Regions from separate parts of the Sus scrofa genome. Here region 1 is linked to region 2. A link is a contact called in public Hi-C data. All regions are on one chromosome and are shown on one strand. The core of a region is the stretch at or near the end of the contact, and the rest is flanking DNA. Distances in the headings are between cores, read along the strand shown. Region 1 overlaps ITGA2 (integrin subunit alpha 2). Region 2 overlaps ITGA1 (integrin alpha-1).

Evidence for each region. A called contact is a pair of places that touch in the nucleus more often than the background predicts.
Region 1: a Hi-C map of adipose tissue shows a contact between it and region 2, with 7 times the contacts expected there. The contact joins two enhancer-like sites. A contact is called at or near these places in 28 of 47 Hi-C or Micro-C datasets (adipocytes, adipose tissue, alveolar macrophages and 17 more) and 1 of 2 datasets of contacts at active chromatin or transcription factors (skeletal muscle).

The regions. Positions count from the first base shown.
Region 1 is chr16:32,428,262-32,433,841 of Sscrofa11.1, reverse strand. It overlaps ITGA2 (integrin subunit alpha 2), which reads right to left. Exons shown (of 31, transcript NM_001244272.1): 29 at 2,600-2,689; 30 at 1,273-1,389; 31 at 19-551. The coding sequence ends at 471. It also overlaps a transcript of MOCS2 not described here. Among named protein-coding and RNA genes, the nearest start is that of MOCS2, 31 kb to the left of the region's middle. Within about 2 kb of position 1,626, at least 16 of the 83 cell types and tissues checked have an H3K27ac peak or open chromatin away from gene starts, as enhancers often do. A contact at or near this core is called in adipose tissue, where this site is marked.
Region 2 is chr16:32,305,392-32,311,192 of Sscrofa11.1, reverse strand. ITGA1 (integrin alpha-1) reads right to left here. Exons shown (of 31, transcript XM_021076769.1): 31 at 1,276-5,801. Among named protein-coding and RNA genes, the nearest start is that of ITGA2, 28 kb to the left of the region's middle. Within about 2 kb of position 4,247, at least 13 of the 83 cell types and tissues checked have an H3K27ac peak or open chromatin away from gene starts, as enhancers often do. A contact at or near this core is called in adipose tissue, where this site is marked.

The DNA.
Region 1 (5,580 bases), core at 377-2,876, 130 kb before region 2:
CCAGTGGTTTTTTATTATTCCCCATCAGCACTAATATCCTAATTATATATTGATTCTACTTCACTTTCATTGTTTAAAAACAATCATTTTAAATGGTTCCCCACCACCACCCCTAAAATCTCAGAAAGGTTATAGTTTTCTTTAAGACTTCTCCTGTTTGGAAGCATTTTGTATTTCTGCTACAATGTACATTATAATGTAAACTCCGGACCAGCCAGCAGAAAGATCACTCCCCCCGAACCCGAATATAAAATAAGTCCTTGAGTCTTTAGACACCTACCCTCCCAACCCCCCCACGCACCCCCAATTTCTTTCCAAACTGACCTGCAGTTTTTTAAAAATAAAATATCAGGCTAGTTTACCTGTTACATTAAAAATTACACTGCGGTTTTTAAACAACCCATTCATGAGAACAGTAAACCCTGGCTGTGATGCTGCTACTTCCTCTGCAGTGGGAACTGCTGGGTGATTCAGCTGTTGAGTTCTGTGGTCTCATCAATTTCATCTGGATTTTTGGTCATTTTTTCATATTTTCTTTTGAAGAATCCGAGCTGTAAAAGGATGATGTAAAATTGTTACCACTTCTAGCTGATTTTGTTTTGGTCCAGCACCCCCTTGCTAGTGCTGCTTCTAAAGCATCCACTGGAAACTGGGGGGCTCTGGAGAAGCCAGTGTGCAAAGTGCTAACCTGGCATCAGCCCTTCAGCGAGGAGATGAATACCCAGAGTTGAAATGACTTGCACCAGGTAAATTTTTCAGGGTGCACTTATTTGCAGCTGAATAAAACCTTCCCGGATGAAAGGCAAGTTGGAAAAAAGGGATCCAGAACAAAGAGATAAAATCCTTTCTGATTGTTTTCAAGAACATGAGTGAGAACTTGCAAATAAATTTGACAATTCTTTTTTTCTTTTTGCCATTTTTTGGACCACTTCAGTGGCATATGGAGGTTCCCAGGCTAGGGGTCAAATCGGAGCTGTAGCCGCTGGCCTATGCCAGAGCCACAGCAACGCGGGACCCAGCTGTGTCTGCAATCTACACCGCAGCTCACGGCAACACTGGATCCTTAACCCACTGAGCAAGGCCAGGAATCAAACCCGCAACCTCATGGTTCCTAGTTGGATTCGTTAGACACTGCGTGCCAGGATGGGAACTCCTCTTTTTTTCTTATAATGGAGGAGGAAGTACCATATAAAACTTAAGAGTTGCTGTGTGATGGGGAAAGTCAAGGCCTATCTTTAGGACCTCTATTTTTAAATATGAAACATTTCTTACCTTCCATAAAACTGCAACCAAAGCTAATAGCAAAAGGATTCCAGCAATTACACTTCCTATTATAACTCCAGTTGGTACTTCAGCTTTCTCATGGGGTTTCATTATTGTAATGGGAATCTGCAAGTGTATATACAAAACAATTGTGTTATCTCAACACCTCATTTTCCTGAAATGTACTTTTTAAATATTTTTAGTACTCCCCTCCCCCCAGGCTAAATTTATAGCACTTTGATTTTTAAGTCCATGTTTCCTTTGGCTCCCTTTCTGACTTTCCACACCCCAGCCTCTGAAGGGAGGGTGTGGGCCTTCACTGATTCTCAGATCCTAAACCAGAAGCAGGAAAGCATCCTCTATGTGGAGTCATTTTAGCTGACACAGCGGTGCTGTGAGCTCCACTCAGTCATTGAACGAGGTCCAGAGTTCACAAGGCCATTGGCTTTTTAACCAAGTCCATAGGCTGCAGCAGTGGATTGATGCCAGCCACCAAGCCGGCCTTGGGGGCAGAGTCTTGAATTGGTTTCCAATTCCTAACAAAAGCATCAGGAGGGAAATGCTCAGGACTCTGCCAGGGGATTAGCTGAGCATGGAAATCCCACTCTATCTAAATATGGCGTATTCTAACCAGAGTTCCAGTGCAAAGGAAAGCTATCTTGTGCCAGCTCTTGGAACAGTGAGCCTTTGTTTTCTGTGAATGTATGTTTCTTTGCCAAACCTTTTTTTCTTTTTTTTTTCTTTTTTAATCAAGAGAAGCATTTATAGTTTTCTAGACTAAAGATCTAATGAATGGATGTTTCACAGTGTCAGTGTATAGTTGTAAGGAGTGCTACTGGAAGAAAAAAGCCTTCTAATACATGCCTTGTTTATTAAAGCATACTTCAGCACTTCTTTTTAAATACTCTAAAACACTATGTATGATTCAAATGAGCAGGACTTAGATTTCACGGCCTCGGATCGAGACTGCTTTGTGTAAGCATGAGCAGAAAAGGAGCAGCTGGTGGTGCAGGCCAGGCCCAGAGGAGGGAGAAGGGAGCCACAGCAAGATGGAGCCCCTTCTGTTGTGCCCTCCATCAGGTCATCACTTCTGATGCAGCTCTGCCAGTGTGTGGGCAAGGAGGAGGGCAAGGATACCACCGGGTATTTTTGCTTTTTGTTTTTGAGTAGAAAACACCCTGGACCAAAAGCTGACCTGATCAACACTAGACTTGTAGAATTTCAGTAAGAAACTTGTATATACATATGTGTGAGAACAATGAGCATTCTCACTTGTCAGAAGTGGAATGCCTGTTCTGGACTCCAGCACCCATAGGAAGGGATGTGATGCACTCACCATGACAGTGTTTTCTTCGATCACATATATCTGAGGGTTATAGGTGTCGATTTCTGCAGCTGCTGTCAGCTGTACTGTCTGGAAAGTCGACTGCAACATAAGAAAAATAATATATTTTATCCTAGCAGACATTAATGCATAAAACCAGCACGTTCATTATTTCCTTGTGGAAAGTGACAAGAACAAATACCAGCTCTGAAGACTCAAGCATCTTTTTGTGCTTAAATCACTGATGTGACGGACCACACCTGAAAAGTACCTGAGAAACTTAAAACTGTGTGGGTGACCAGGCCCTGCTACCGCAAATTAAACTGAGTCTCTGGGAGGTGGGGGGCTAGATATCAGCAGCTTAAGACCTCTCTCCAGGTGATTCTAACTTGAAAACAAGGGTTTAGAAATGAAGTTCTAAATTTTTAAAAAATTCTTTTATTAAAGTATAGTTGATTTACAGTGTTGTACCAGGAGTTCCTGTCATGGCACAGCAGAAACACAAATCTGACTAGGAACCATGAGGTTGTGGGTTTGATCCCTGCCCTTGCTCAGTGGGTTAAGGATCCAGCGTTGCCGTGAGCTGTGGTGTAGGTTGCAGCCGCAGCTCATCTGGTGTTACTGTGGCTGTGATATAGGCCAGCAGCTGGAACTCCGATTGGACCCCTAGCCTGGGAACCTCCATATGCCACAGGTGCGGCCCTAGAGAAGCAAAAAAGAAATCCCCAAAAACAAAAAAACCAATTTTTGCTGTACAGAAAAGTGACTTGGTCATATATATATATATACACATACATACATACACATATACACACACACCCCCATTTTTAATATTATTTTCCATCATGATCTATCCCAGGAGGTTGGATATAGTTCCCGGTGCTATACAGTAGGACCTTATTATTTATCCATTCTAAATGTAATAGTTCGTATCTACTAACCCCAAACTCCCAGTCCCTCCCCCATGGTACCCACAGTTCTGTTCTCCATGTCTGTGAATCTGTTTCTAGCTTATTCACAGCAACATGGATGCAACTGGAGGTTATAAGTCAGGCAGAGAAGGACAAATACCATAAGATACCACTTATATGTGGAATCTAAAATATGGCACAAATGAACCTATCTACAAAATAACGAAGTTTTTTTTTTTTTTGTCTTTTTGCTATTTCTTTGGAGCCGCTCCCACGGCATATGGAGGTTCCCAGGCTAGGGAACCTAGCTGTAGCAACCGGCCTACCAGAGCTGTAGCCACCGGCCTACGCCAGAGCCACAGCAACGCGTGATCCGAGCCGCGTCTGCAACGCCGGATCGTTAACCCACTGAGCAAGGGCAGGGATCCAACCCGCAACCTCATGGTTCCTAGTCGGATTCGTTAACCACTGTGCCACGACGGGAACTCCAAAATAACGAAGTTTTTAATTGGGAAAGATCATACTTTAGATTTTTAAAAACTTAGTGAAGTTTGTGACATGAGGGAAAATTGAAAGCCTGAATAAGTCACTATATGGAATGGAAAATTGGATTAAAAAGGAAGATTTTGGGGGTACACATGTGTAAAATACTGTTTAAGGACCATGCATGGGAGAAGAATCTGAAGAAGAATGGATGTGCATATATGTATAACTGAATCACTTTGTTGTACAGCAGAAATTATAATACTGTAAATCAACCATATTTCCAAAATTTAAGAAAAATTAAGGACCACGCATGTCAGTGCAGAGACCCTAACTCTTGTGTCAGCACTATATATAACGTAATAATTTCAGATTTCCTAATCTAAGCATATCTATTAAAAAAAACACTGGGATTTGGGGCAGGCATATAGGAAGGATATATATCTTACACTGATGTTATTAGTAACCTCCTACCATTAAATAATTTTATATGCATTCCTAAATTGTTACAAAAAATAATTATTTTCCATTGGATATATTATTGATGTGTATATTGTTTTCTCTATAATCAAATATTGAGACTGATGCTTATTTTGAAATAGAAAGCAATGCCCAGATTTGACAGCTGCCTTCACATGCTCTGGGTACTAGGATTTCATTTTTCTGGTTACTTGGGCACATAATTCAATATACTCCATGAGGGAACTTGCTAAACTCTATCTGGGAGCCAGAAAGAATGCATATCCAAAAAGTGAGCAGTTCATTTCCTTTCCACTGGCTCAGTCTTTGATTAGTCTTAATTTTCTCAACATGCAAGATTACGTCAGAAGTTAACCCTGATCACTGGTCTTAAATATGTATTATTTGGGGAACATTAAAGAAGTAAAAAAAAAAAAAAAAAAAGGAGTCACAGCTAAGCGAATGCTCAATTCATAGTCCTGTAGACTAAAGATGGAAGAATTTCCTCACACCACTGATACGTCTCTCCTGCTTAGCCTGGCCCTTTGCACAGGTACATGGTAACTTGTGGGATTAACAGGCAGTGGTAGTACACCATGCATACCTGGGAGAGTGAAGTCACACACCTGCTAGCATTCAACAAACCTCTTCCTTACAAATGGCAGCCAACAATGCTATTGATCTGGAGGCTTGAGCAATCACTTTGTGATGAAATTACATGAAATGATGACTTACACTGCCTCAGAAAAAGGGTAAAAGGCAGTATATTAATGGGCTCTAATACAGGAAATAGGATTCATGTTTTAGACTGGATCTCCTCGGTGGCCTGAGAACATCCACTTGGCTGTTGAAATAGCTGAAACAAGGTGGAGGTAAAGATTTGACCTTTCCTGAAGGAGGAAGACATGTAGGACTTGATACACAGTAACTCTCATGGGTGTTTTTCAGCTTAACTATCATGACCATGTTGCAAATGCATAAATGATAACACTTGTTCAGAATTTTGCCCCCAGAAATGAAACTGCTGCTTTTGAAAACCTTGGGGAAGGTGCTTTAAAAAGTCTTAGAGTTAAAATGATATTGCTTTAAACAAACTCTAGAAAAGCCAAATGCTTTTTACAGAGCTAGCTTGATTGCCTT
Region 2 (5,801 bases), core at 2,998-5,497:
ATAATGGGTGATTAACTGGAGAGAATGTGGGAGGGGAGTAATTTTCCTCCTTGTTGTCTGCTCTAGAATAAGGGAAATAATTTGATCACCCTTTTAATATGAAAGAAAAATTAAGAAACACAATATAAATTTTTTAAAAGTACAGGGTACATAATCTCTGTGATTTCAGTATGTCAAAATAGATGTATGGGAAAAAAAACCATGTATGCTCAGAAACAAGACAAGTTAATGTTAGTAATTTTTGGTGCTGGTTTAACGACTGTTTTAATAATTTTTTTCTGTGTTCCCAATTATCCACAACGTGAATATATTCCCTTTCATCCTAAATGACTTTTCCTGATCTAAAACTTGATACTCATTTAAAAACAATTAAAATAACATGGCTATGTTAAAGAAGAAAACAGAGATCACCTCCATTTCTTTGACTGATCACTTAAATTTAGTGAGCATTGTTCCTGATGTCTGCTTATGATGATCACACTGATGTTACAATTAGACATCACAAAGGATAAGCGAGTAAATGTTGTGCCTATGCTCTAGACTTATTTATAAGTGTATAATAAATTCCGAGGCATGCTATTTATTTTACAGAGAATTTAACAAGATTCATTCTTTCCAGAACCTCCACTGCATTCTCCTCCTGGGTGAAGGCTTTCGTTGGAAAAGAACTTATCTCACAGTAAGAAAGAAAAGAAAGCCCATTGGGACCATGTACTGACACAAATTTGGTATAGGACCTTACAAATAACCTCTTTGAAACTCAGTCTTTTTCTTCTGTAAAAATACCTCCCTCTTACTCTACTGTATAGTTTGGGGATAAAATCCTTTACAGGATAAACATATGTGATTATTTCTCAAACTTCTTCCTGCATTTTCTTCTAGCCCTTATATACGAAATAATTTTATTTCTTCAAACTATAGATTGAATAGAGAAAATAACTTTTTAACTTCTTAGTTTTTTTTTCTGTTTTAACCTTTAAATAATAGCTCCAGCCTGTTATGGTACAGCAGGTAATTTATTAAAACATCTCATTAGGAGAAGATAGGTCGTAATACGGATTCTGTGGTTTTTGTCTCAAGTTTGCAAAAGGAGACTAATCACATTGCTATATTGTGTACAGGAAACACCACAGACAGACTTAATTTGCTTTTTGTTTTTTCCTTTTAGAGCAACAAAGTGAAAAGCTACTAAGGAGCTAAAAAAAGTTGGTGTTTTAGAAGAAATATTCATCTTGGATAAAATTCGTGTACTAAAAAATCACAGCCATCACATTCTTCTTTGAAAGAGTCATTTTTTATTTAACATATGACAGGATGTTCATTTACCTTGACGTAAAATACACAGCTGATGCACAAGATAAGATAGAATTATACAAAAATATCAAACTTCTGACCTTAAATCAGTGTACAGGATGCACCATACATAGGACATTCAAAACACTCTTCAACTCAGCTATTTCTAAATATAACAACTTAGATCATTGTTACCCATAACAGATTTCTTTTTAAAAATGCGTTGAAATTTGGCACTTAATAAATTACTAGAATCAACACAGTTCATACTTCTTTGTTCTTGAGTGCAATCAAAGCATTTTCTTCTAGCGAGTTGGTCTGATAAAAGTCATAAAAATGCACATGCCCTTGTTATTCATTTTAATGAATTTATTCCGAGGTAAATAAAAAATAAGCAATGAATATACTTTGTTAGGCCATGCAGAAGTTTATTGGAGTGCGTATAATATATATTTCAGAGCAGTAGTTACTATAGACAATGTTTGCCTTTTTAATAAAATGGACACAATCCGGTAACTTTACATCCTTACAGTAGTAACACACAGTACACCATTCTCATTCCAGGTCACCGTTCCCTTAGGAGGAATGCAGAAGGTGGCTGTTGCATCCTGAATAAGGGCAGGGGTCTCTCTCAATTAAACACTCAGTATTGGGATATACTGTGTGAACTGGTCCTAGTATGAAGAAGATCTGAACCATTGCTGCTTCAAATGGTTGTTTTTACTTGAGCCAAAGTATGTTAAACACCAGGAAATTAGTCCTAGTTAATAGACAGGCAAGAATATATTTTTACTCTTATTTAATTAATAATTTACTTGTGTGAAGTACATGTGTTGGTACTGTGGCCAGAATGAAGTGGTCTACGGGAGCTTACAGTATTTAGAGGAGTAAGTGTACATACAAAAAAGATAAATTGCTTCATCTCCTCCCCCTGCCCCATTTTTTTTGTCTCTCAGGATCCAAGATGCCTCAGGGCCATGGCAGGAACACTGTCACCTGCCACTGGACCTATGATGCTAAGACCTCTCAGAAAGCCACAGTGCCTATGCTGTGTGCTGACTCCCTCCTACGTGGCTCCTCTGTAGCAGAAAGAAACAATGATGCCACTCATTTTTCCCCATTTAATCTTCTTTCCGGCTTTTAAAAAATAGGGGTGGGGACAGGAACTGTCAGCAGGGGACTGTTCAAGAAGACACCTGGCTTTCATTGTCATTGGGAAGATTTCTTTACAAAATTTTGCTCTTAAGCTTCATGCGTAGATTAAACTGCAATGAAACATTCAATTCGGAGTCTCAGTGTTGCTGAAATGCCCCTGAAATTCCAGACTTAGTCTTTTTCCATCATGATGTCACTTGAAACATGGTTAAGATCAAACATAGTCATAGTTATGCGTGTCACTGGCGTCGCCTAGATATTGCCATGATTTCCACAGTGTGTCAGATACGTAAAGGATTTCCAAGCCTCAACTCTCCAACAAAGAACATCTAGCCCTCAAGGCCCTTCGAGGCGCACCAGGCTTAGCATGGCCTTGCCAAGAGAACCCAAATTAAAACCAAACATTCCCCACCGTACAGCTGAGAAGAGAGGAAACCATCTGGGAAGCAGAAAGCAGAGAGATCCTGCAAATGGGCCCTGGGTCCTAGTGCCAGGTCCTCCAGGCCTTGAAATTCTCTAGCCTGGAAGTCTAGTATAAAGCTCTGAACTCATTAGCTCTGAGAGAAAGGCTTTCTTATACTTTCAAAGGGAGAAAAAAAAAAAAAAAATGCCGATCTCAAAGCAGGGAGTCCAACATTACAAGTGATAATTCATCCTTGTAAATTTTTTGGTATGGTAAAACTTCAGCCAGTGTTTATGTGTACGTCTGATGTGGGAGGGCTGATCCTGGGACACTGTGGATTCAGGAGCTCAGGCTTAAGAACTGGACCTCTTGGGCACCAGAGGTAGAGGATGATGGGGCTGGGGCGGAAGAGCCTACCTAGGCTCCTGTACTTTCTCTCAAGGTTGGTGGTTAAAGATCCTCACTTGGAATTTCCAAATTCAAGGTTACATTTTAATAGGAGGATAAAAAAATAGTGACTCATTCACCAGATGACAATGTTAGATTTGAACTCTTTTTTATTGTTTTACGTAAAATGTTGCATAACAGCGCTCCCATTCAGGAAGTGGCAGTATTTAGTCTTTTGTAAGGCACAACACAGTTCACCTTCAGTGGAGGTTTCTGAATTTCTGGGTAGGAGGTGTTTAGGGACAGAAGTCTGATTGGAAGGGTTGCCCAGTGGAATCACCTTGAAGTTGTATTTGCATTAAAATGCCTGCTGTTTACAGTTAGACTGTATACTTTAATTAAAAAATAGTACCACTTTGAGGATTTTACAGCTCTTCTTTTTGTTTTTTAGATTATTATTTCCAAGGGTGAGGATGGGATTAGGGATGCTGATGGAGCCCCACTGAGGGGCTAAATCCTGCCAGCCCCTCAACTGTCACAGGTACTGAGAGTATTTGCAAATTTCTTTAAGCTGCTCCATGTCTGAAATGCCTTTCTTTTTGTCTCCACTATATTATACCATATCAACCCTTTAGAGTGCCACAGAAGAACAGAGGACTGAAATCTGTGTCAGTGATCAAATCACAGAGCTGGTCCTCACAGCAAACAGAGCACATGATTTAAACAGATTTTTCTCTAGGGGCCTTCTTGGAAGTCTTCTTTGGAGGAGAAGACTAATGGAGGGAGACTCGAGAAGTGTTGAAAATCAGCAAAGGGTATGTAGGATACTGTTTTGCAAACCCTGATTTGCCAGAGGCCTCTTTATTCGAGCACATGACTGTCTCTGGCACATGAACCATGCTCGGAGCCCGGGTCTTCCCGAGTTTTCTCAGCGTTATGTGGAGCAAGACGGTTCCCACGGAGCAGGTTGCATATCTGACAGTGAGGATTTCCTGCGGGAAAGTGCACTGCATAGAAGCTGGCGGGCAGCCCTTGGCACAGTGCAAGCGGTGGCCCTTTGGGGCTGCCTGCAGAGAACACACCAGACCTTCTCTCGGCCTCTCCTCCCACTCGGCTTTCCGCAAGCACTGTGCAACCACCTTTCGCTCTGGAGCGAACACTTGTTTTCCAATTGAGCCTAGATACTGCTTTTATAGAAGGTAAAATGATAAATGATTATGCTTGAGTAAGCACCAAATTTTGTAAAAATATGTCCTCCCACAAGTTGTTTCAAGGACGCTTGTGACACAGAAAATATTCAGAGATTACATCACCCATGAATCGAGTGCTTGGAGAAAAATAATTGGACAAATTGGATCACTGAAGTTCAAACTGGATCCCAGAAATTACAATTTTTTTTACCAAGGATGACCTTTCACAGTCTGGCTCCAGGGCTCTGGATTCCCAGAGAAAGTGAAACAGCTTCTCTGTGGCTGCAGAGGTCTGATTTTTAGTGTGTCACCCTTGACATTGTTTTGCTTTCAACTCCTTCCTTTTCCTGCAGATTTATATCATTTTATTAATATTAAAGGAAGGCTATACTTTTAGAAATTGAATTGAAGAATTGGGAACTATGTAGAATTATGTCTTCTGGGCTTGAGATTAGCATTTTAAGAATATTTTTGTCTTCTTTCCTTTCTTTCTTCTTTCCTTTCTCTCCTTTTTCTCCCCCCTTCCACCCTTTCTCTTTTCCTTCCTCCTCCCTCCCTCCCTCCCTCCCTTCCTTCTCTTTCTTTATCATTGACATCTAATCTGTCTCAATAGTGCACTGAAGCCAGCTCATACTGGTTCATGAAAGCTAACAAATACATTTTCAGGAATTTTGCAAGCTGGTTAGGGCTATTGTTGGTAGCTTGAAAATGGCCATGGCAAACTATTCAGATCATGGAAATTGGCAAATGACACAACTCAGGGATTTATTTCCTCCTGGAGAGCCAGTTGTTAAATAATTTACCAATAATATACCATTGTAGGTTTGGTCTGAGAAGGAGATGCATACATAGTTCAGTTCACAGTGGAAGCAATGATTAATTTAAAAGACATCAAAGTTTCAAAAAGAAAGTGTTTTGCAATTTGATTTAACCAGTAAGCTCATAAATGTCTTACGTATCATTTTTCTGATTAAGTGTTTTAAAATCAAATGATAGAGTTTAGTATATTTCTTAATCATTGATGGTGTTTTAGAATATTTGTACAAAGCCAATTTGGGGCATCTGTTGAGTTAGTATCTTGGTCAAAGCCTCTACATTTATGACTTTTAGATAGTTGCATAACTGAATGCTACAGTTAAATATTAATGAAAGTGAAAACTATATACAGAGTGAACAAATTGAATTTTTTTGTGGTGTAGTTTTTGTGTGTTTATTTTATATAAACTCTGCCACTTGGCGTTGAGTTATTTTTTTCCTTCAATTTGTGTCCATGCATGTGTGCATGTGTATGTGTGTGTATGTGTGTTGATATACATACATATGCACAGATACACACATATGCACATAAACCTCAACAAATTACAATGTTAGGG